3 separate regions of the Mus musculus genome follow, and all the other regions are linked to region 2. Evidence: chromatin contacts called from public promoter capture Hi-C data. All regions are on one chromosome and are shown on one strand. Each heading gives the region's core, a stretch centred on a gene start, on an enhancer-like site or on the middle of the called end of the contact. The rest is flanking DNA. Distances are from core to core; before and after follow the strand shown. Region 1 holds the start of Slc2a6 (solute carrier family 2 (facilitated glucose transporter), member 6). Region 2 holds the start of Setx (senataxin). Region 3 holds the start of Gpr107 (G protein-coupled receptor 107).

Region 1 (2,700 bases), core at 15-2,514, 2.1 Mb after region 2:
CCAGCTCCTACAAGTCCATCATTTCAGCTTCAGGAGCACAGACTCACAGACAGACATAAAATTTAAAAATTATATATCTTAAGTTTTTCACATGTTTGGGTGTTTTGTCTGTACCACATAAAAGCTGATGCCAAAAGGCACCAATTGTCCTGGAAATGGAGGTAAGAGGAGGGTTGTGTGCCAACCCGTGGGGCTGGGAAATCAAACCTGAGTCCTTGCAAGAGCAGCCAGTGCTCTCAGGCTCCCAAAATTATGTATAACACACACACACACACACACACACACACACACACTCAGCTTGGATGTGAAGTGGAACACCACTCACTGAAAGTTCACCTCCCCACTAAGTAACAGACAGGCAAGGCAAACACAGGAAGGAAAGACGTCCAGCCAGGGTGGGTCGCAGCAGTTTTGTGGTCTCTACTGTCCTCTCTAGAAGTGTTTCTAAAGGGGAACTGAGACTTCTACAACACCCTTTACTGTTTTAATAGCCTGGTAACAAAGGGTCAGTTTATAAATGTGAACAGGAAGTAAGTCCACTCCTGTGACTGAAAAAGTCCAAAGACACAGATAGGCATCTTGATTGTGGCTTTTTCCACCTCCTAGAGAAGTTTCTGTTTCGTTTTTTTTGGTCATTTTATACCATTACTGGAATGATTTTGAACAGTGCAAGCTATTTGGACAACCAGGAAATCCCAGAGATCAGGAATGTAGCTCAGAGACAGATTGCTTGCTAGCAGAGAGAAGCCTTGGGGTTTGTCCACAGCTATGGGGTGAGACACCGCAGGGCACCTGCTGGAGTTACCCCTAATTGTTTCTGCTCCACCCTCCTCCTACTTACTGTACACACCCAAAGTAGTGATTCATTGGAGTCAACTAGGGTTAGGAGGCGAGAAGTGAAGTGGCAGGTGTAGAAGTGACATCTATGTGACGGGAGAGGGCACAGAACAGGGCCAAGCAAGGCAATAATAAAAAAATATATAATAATAACAATCCTCCGTGTGACCTTGGCAAGCTTACGACTCTCTGGGCTTCTCCTCCATAAAGCCAGACCCAGCCATGGAGCAGTCCACGCTCTTAGCCTGGCGAAAGGGTGCTCAGGCGGCCCTGCCCTAGAAGCGGGTTTCCCCGGCAGAATCCAGCGCCTCAAGGCGCACGCGATGGGACACGCCCGGGAGCCCGATCGCACCCTGCATCCGAGGCGTGCGGCTGTCTCATTGGACAGCACGGCTCTGCAGGGCCGCCCTGCAGCCAATCGCATCTGTAGGGCGGAGCTTCGCCTGCTGTGCTGAGGGCTCAGGCAGATGCTTTAGCTCTGCAGTGGAGTCCCGCTGTATCTGACCATCCGCGCTGGCCATGCAGGAACCCCTGCTAAGAACCGAGGGACTCGACTATGATACCTTCCCCGAGGTGCCCGCGACTCCTGGAGAGAGAGAACGAGCCGGGTGAGAGTCTCAGGGTGTGGGCATGGGAGGTTGGGATGGCCTTATCTCCAGCAGACGATACACATCTTGGGCCATTACTGACTTCTGGTGAGTGGCCACCAAGAGTCATCTGACTCTTTCTTACCGCATGCTCGCAAGTCCTATTTAAAGAACTGGACCACCATAAAGAAGAGAGCCTCCAAAGGAATACTGGGTGGGATCCCCACCTGCCACAGGGGGAGGACATGGGTCTTGCCTAAGATCACAGAACAAGCTTTGAGCATCACAACAGGAGGCAAAAACCACAATTTCTTTTCTGGAGAAAACGGGCACCAGCCCCAGCCGACAGCCTGGGGATTTCCCAGAGCTGCTGCTAAGGCCTGAAGACAACTTGACTGGCCCTGGACCCAGGCCTCTCCTGGTTATCTGCCGAGCTGGATGGTCATGGGCTCGGGGAAGGCAGCAGTCTGGGAACTCAGGGTCCATTTAAAGGACTTGTCCTTGGTCCTTTGGTTCTACCCCATCCCCCACCAGGGCCTTGAAAAACAGAAGGGTGTTCCTGGCTACCTTCGCCGCTGTGCTGGGCAATTTCAGCTTTGGGTATGCCTTGGTCTACACATCTCCAGTCATCCCTGAACTGAAGCTCTCTTCTGACCCAGCACTACACCTGGACAAAATCCAGGCATCCTGGTTTGGGGTGAGGCCTGTTCTCTAAATCAGATGGGGTAGTGGAGGGAGCATGGGCCCACTCAACCTGCTTACCACAGGGAACTAAAATCACCTAGCCTTGGAACCTCCCCTAGAGCACCGGTATCTCTCCCTAACACGCATTCCCGTCTGCTAGCGGTGATGGCAAGTGACATGAGGAAGTGACATCCTGCAGAGATGTGGGCCAGGGCTGAGGGGAAGATTTCCCAACCCCATACCCAAAGCCAGGCTGCCACAGCAGAGCTGACATCCTCCTGGGTGCCTGGAGGCAGTCACACCAGATGCTAGCGGGATGAGAGGTGCCATATGGACAAGGACAGAACGTGGCTAAACAGAGCCCAGGAGCCCAAGACTTTAACGTTAGAATGTCAGTAGACCCTGAGTTAGGACTGCGACTTGACAGCAAAGCTGGAAAGATTTGGGGTCTCCTGAGCATTTCAAATGGGGTGGGAATGTGCAAGGCGCACAGCACATGCTGAGCACATGCTAGACACTTCGTGAAATATCTTCACCCCTGAGGTTAACTATGTTTTTCCCATAACGCAACTAAGAAACTGAGGCCACACTG
Region 2 (2,700 bases), core at 59-2,558:
CCTTGTCCCTCTCCTCTGCTGCATCTGAGTCTAGCACTCCTCCTTTCTTGAGTCTTCCTATTCTTTCATCATTTGCCCGAATTACTAAGTCTAATCTCTCTGCCTCACCTGACCTACCTCCAAAAATTCCTAACAAAATGCTGCCAGAGGTTACTGCACACATTAGACTTATTTTAAAAAAAAAATTAAAGATTTGTTTTATTTATATGAGTACAGTGTAGCTATCTTCAGACACACCAGAAGAGGGCATGTCAAGGTATGGATCTATGCCACATTTTTAACTCTAGTACTTATCAAATAACTAAAAAAGAAGTTATTGTTTAATAAGACAATTACCTTGACCAAGGTCCTACAGAGAAGTGATGCTCTTTGTGATTGCTGGGCTTATCTGTGAGATGTGGCTCTGCATTCAGACAGATTCACACTTTGGCCCCCAAAAAGAACATTTCTGAAATTAAAATAAAAACTGATAAAATGTCCCTTACATTATGCATCTCACCTGGGCCTTGTGTCATCTAATGAGTTACCTAGGTCAGGTTAGATCCACACACTACTGGGGGGAACGGCTTAACACTGATCCCCCCCCCCAACTTCCCTAGGGACTGTTCTCCTCCAGGGGCCAAATAGGCACTTGATCACATCCGCTGTGGGCGTACGGGAGGCTGTCCACACCGCAACGCCTGGTACGGCGGGGAGGGCGTCCGGGTGCCCATGCGGAAGCGACGCCAGGACAGAGGGTCGGATCCTTACCCGGGAGGCCTCCCTCGCCCCGAAGCTAAGGGTCCTCGCTGTACATCGTTGCCCAGGGCCGGCGGTGCTGATGCCAGAACAGCAGAGATCCGGGGGCGGGCCTCGCTTGCAGGAAACACCAAGCGCTGCCCGCCCTTGGTAGCAGCGGCAAGCCGCCGCTCTCACCAAACGCAGCTCTCCAGAAGGGTCACAGCAGGCGCCCGCTCCCGCAGGCCGCGCGCAAGTTCCCAACGGCAGTAAGCCGCGCGCCCCTCACCGCGCACGCGCTCTCCTCTCCTGCTCGTTCGCCCGCTCGCGGCTTGTCCGCGGCGCGTCTCACCCCGGCTAGGCCCGGCTGCAGCGCGCTAACCCACCTCCATGCCCCCCGCTAGAACAGCAGACGGAAGGGCAAGGCGACGCCCAACGCCCAACCCGCCGCTGCCGCGAGAGCGGACCCCGCCCTCAGCCCGCCCCCGCCAGAGCCGGCTTGTTGTGGTACACCAAGGGGGCGGACCATGGGGGCGGACGGGAGGTGGAAAGTGCAGCAGCGGGGAACAACCGGCCTGACCGCTGAGTGGCGTCACTTCCGGAACGAGGGGGGTAAGTCCGACCAATCAAGGACTCCCGTCCAAAGGAGCGGTAAATTAGCCGAGGAGCCTGTCCCCGCCCCTTTCCTCGTCCCGCCCCCTTTCTCACCCCGCCCCTTCCCCGACCCTCTTCGGGGAGATGCTTACCTGCTGGTTCCCTTTGGGCTCTTCCGCTCCCCAACGTCCGCGACGTCTGTCACGTTTCCGTCCGAAACCTAAACAATAAAATGTGTGCGTGATTCTGCAAGGGCGCCCCAAGTCGAGGGCTCTGCCCGTTTCCGACCCAGAACAGGCTCCGATAATGGAACACAGTCATGTCAGATTTCCCAAAGGACAGTTGGGTGGCCCAAAACCTCTCCTCCTCAAAAACGGAATTTAGGAAAAAAACAAATCACTTTACAAGCCCGGCAGCCTGTGGTCCCTGTACTCAGAAGGCTTAAAGCCAGCGCATCCAGGCCCAAAGGCCAGCCTCGTACAGAAAGCGATTTCGAGGCCTACATTACATTCACCAAAATTTTAAAATTAAAATAATTCTTTTTTTTAAAAAGGAAAGGGTGTGATGAGGTTTCAACTCCAGACCTGGAGGTCAGCGATTTGGAGGCCTAAATTAACCAAAAATTAAAAGTTAACATTCTTTCTTTTTCTTTTTTTTTTTTTCCTTTTTTTTTTTTTTTTAAAGGAAAGTGTGCAAGAAAGTAACTCAGGAGCACTCACCTGTCACACTGTAACACTGGGTTCCATTGCCAACGCCACAGAAAAGAACAAGGCTCTTAGAGGTGGCAGGTGGGTCAGAGACCTTCCTACCCTGGAGAACCTTAACGCAGAATGAGAAGCCAGCGCCTGAAGCACGAGGGTAAAGCTCTAAGGAACGTTCCAGAAAAGGGGGTGTGGTTTATAAGGCAGCAGATGACCGTTAGAGGGGCTTTAGCCAATCAGGAAGCGGCAGTTGAAGCTGACCGTTATTTTCTCCCCCCCCCCTTTTTTTTCATTTCGTCAAAGGTTTCTATCAAAATCAAAGTTGCAGAAAGTGGTTTCAAACTAGAAGCACTATATGTATGCATGGTTTTTAAAGTAACACATTTATGATAGTTTTTTTTTAAACAAGACTCTTGATAGCTAACTGAAATTTTCAGAAATGAGGGGAAATGATAGAAACTACCCGCAGTTCCTTGTCCCTGATGATACAGATCCTGGCAGAATTCGTAACCCAGATTTCAGACTTCAGCAATATACCATGCTTTATTCGTGAAAGGACATAAATGCTAAGTTACTCTTGAGTGTAAGAAACACAAGTCTGACGCTGGAGCGAGAGCTCAGCAGTTAGGAACACTTACTGATCTTCCAGAGGACCCAGAGTTAATTTTCTAGCGCCACATTGCAGTTC
Region 3 (2,700 bases), core at 102-2,601, 2.0 Mb before region 2:
GGATTTTATAAGGAGCCAAGATTGATCTGTCTTGCTGTAGGTAAGAGTCACTTTACTCAAGATCATTTGTTTGTTTGTTTTTCAAGACAGGGTTTCTCTGTATAGCCCCGACTGTCCTAGAACTCACTTTGTAGACCAGGCTGGCCTCGAACTCAGAAATCCGCCAGCCTCTGCCTCCCAAGTGCTGGGATTAAAGGCATGCGCCACTACCGCCCAGCTTCAAGATCATTTTAACAATCAAAAGCAGACAGCCCAAGTGTGCCTGTATGGATTTGGCCAGGTTTCAAATCTACAGTCTGTCTGGACCCTTTAAACGCTACATTCACAAGCCTTTATCCTTCACACCTAATGGAAAGTGTTTTTACAGACAGCTGTGTCCAGATCCGCAACTTCTTGGTACACTGACTATTAGGAAAATGTACAAGGCTTTGAGTCATAATGATGTCACTTTCTGTTCTCCAGGTATATTAACCGGCTGCCAATCCTGTGTAAGCCTTAGAGAACTTTCTACTGTGAGTTAGCTACCATAGCGGTTCTTGGTGGTCACTTCAGGCCTGTCATAAACATCTTCCTTAGGCAATGGCCATAGAGCGGGAATGAAAAAGGCCCACTACTTAGAAACACTTTGGATGCTGAGTTTAAATCCTCAGGCTTGTTCTTTCTTATTTTTTCTTCTTGAAACCAAGGCATGTATTTCAAGAGAGATTTGAATTCCTCTTGGGGATTCTGGCTTTGGTCAGTCAACCGAGCACCCTAAACCAAGCAAGGAAACAGGCTAAGATTCCGCACAACTTCAAAGCGCCAGATCAAGGAGCACAGAAGGGCGGAGATCGCGGACAAGAGAACTTGGAATTTAAGTTATGAAAGGGTGAATTAGGGAAGGTTGCCACCAACGTGGAATCCAGGGAAGCCAGCAGGAATCGCAGGAGTGGCCTCCCAGGTCTTTGGGTATTTAGGCCGCATCTGGGCCCCTTCCTCAGGACCTCAAACCTGCAGGGACCAGACTACCCGAGGAGGCCGCACGGCGTAGTCCATCCCTACGGGGCGGCGCAAACCCCCTGGCTCAGGGGCCGAACTTAGGAGATCCCGCTGGGCTGAAGTTGGCTCAGCCCGGGACAGCGGTCGCGCTCCCCCCACCCCCCCGTCGCCACTCCCTGATCCTGCCCCCAGCCTGCCAGGCCTTACTTTGAGCGCCAGGTGATGGACGCGGCCCAAGACGGGGTGGACCAGCAGCTCCAGCAACGCCAGCAGTCGTAGCAGCCGCAGGCAGAAGGAGCCGAAGCGGCCGAGGGGTACCGGGACGGCCATGTTTGTTCCAGCATCACCAGCTGCTTCCTCTCCCACCCACTTCCGGGTCAAAGTGCGTCGTCCCGGAGGTGCTCTGGAAGGGGGCGCGGCTGCCGCCTCCGAGGTCCTTGAGATCGTTTTACTGCAAAACGCAACTCTGGTCACGCAGGGACCTGAGCGGACCACCTCGGCACTCTTCAATTGGCCTCCCAGGACGGACTTCCGGCAAAGCCCCTGTGAGGACCCTGAAGCGTTTGCCATGACAACCATGGCGGGGCAAGTTCAAGCCGGGCCTCCTTTCTGCCTTGCCGGGCTTGGGGATTGAGGGGCCTGGACCAAAGTCTGGAACCCGCAATGTCCGCCACTGACCCTGGCGGATGATTGGACTGCCTTCGGTGGTAATAACTTAGAAATTGCTGGCCTGTCTTAGATTCCTTGACTTATTATCATCCTAGGCCCTTTACACAAACTTCAGCTTGAAATAGTTGCAGTAATAGGATTTATTGAGTCCATAGGAAGCCATCCACTAGGCTTTTTTTTTTTAAGTGGCATTTAATCTTTGGGACAATCTAATTATATAAGAGGTAGGTGTCAGGCTGTTCCTCTGTTCTACCTAAACTCTAAGAAATGGTCATTTTGGCCAGTCTGAGCTGGGGATCACATGCAGATTTTTAACTGATACGTCATTTTGTCTTGTGTGATTTCATGCCACCGCTGGAGTCTGAGCCTTAATGTTTTCTATTTTAGTCTCTTTGGAAACTTAGCTTCTAGTCCTTAACACTTAATGGAAGGACTTGGTTGTAGGTCCCTGGTACCAGGGCTTACAGGAAACACTCGTATTAAAATAGCTGATAACCAAGTTGGTTTAGTTCTTAGATTCTTGTTTTTAGCTGGACACACAAGTAACATATGCTTTTGTGTATGTGCATGTAATTATTTAAGCAAAATAGGACACAATAAAAACACAGGGAACTCTACTACCAGGCAGCTACCACTATGTAGGTGTGTGAACACCTATGACAGAATCAGATTCCTATAGCTTTTTAACTGGAACTAGTAACAGGATGTATTTTGAAGGTCTGGTTGGTTGCTTTTCTAAGTTTTTTATGTATGTGTGTGCCATGTATAGGTACCTGAGAGGACCAGAAGATGGTGTCAGATCCTCGGGAGCTGGAATTGCTGGCAGTTGTGTGTTGCCTGACATCATGAGTACTAGAAAGTTAACTCAGGTATCTATCTATAAGAGCAGTAAGTGCTCTTAACCACTGAGCAGTGTCTCTAACCCAACATGATAGATCTGTATATATAAATACATATAGATAGGAAATTAAGTTTGTTTTTATGTTGTTTGTGTGTTTATAAATGCCATGAGGTGTACCCATAGAGACCAGAAGGGGGCATCAGATCCCTGCA

The links. Promoter capture Hi-C pulls out the DNA fragments that hold promoters and counts their contacts.
Region 1: a promoter capture Hi-C map of pre-B cells shows a contact between it and region 2, with 2.4 times the contacts expected there. The contact joins the promoter of Slc2a6 here to the promoter of Setx in region 2. A contact is called at or near these places in 2 of 39 promoter capture datasets (liver and pre-B cells).
Region 3: a contact with region 2 is called in a promoter capture Hi-C map of pre-B cells, with 2.3 times the contacts expected there. The contact joins the promoter of Gpr107 here to the promoter of Setx in region 2. A contact is called at or near these places in 3 of 39 promoter capture datasets (liver and pre-B cells).

What each region holds. Positions count from the first base shown.
Region 1 is chr2:27,026,562-27,029,261 of GRCm38.p6, reverse strand. It overlaps Slc2a6 (solute carrier family 2 (facilitated glucose transporter), member 6), which reads left to right and starts at 1,264. Exons shown (of 10, transcript NM_172659.2): 1 at 1,264-1,445; 2 at 1,959-2,121. The coding sequence starts at 1,357.
Region 2 is chr2:29,123,600-29,126,299 of GRCm38.p6, reverse strand. It overlaps Setx (senataxin), which reads right to left and starts at 1,308. Exons shown (of 26, transcript NM_198033.2): 1 at 751-1,308; 2 at 337-448.
Region 3 is chr2:31,150,967-31,153,666 of GRCm38.p6, reverse strand. It overlaps Gpr107 (G protein-coupled receptor 107), which reads right to left and starts at 1,351. Exons shown (of 18, transcript NM_178760.4): 1 at 1,186-1,351. The coding sequence starts at 1,308. It overlaps D330023K18Rik (RIKEN cDNA D330023K18 gene), which reads left to right and starts at 1,376. Exons shown (of 2, transcript NR_040334.1): 1 at 1,376-1,685; 2 at 2,417-2,618.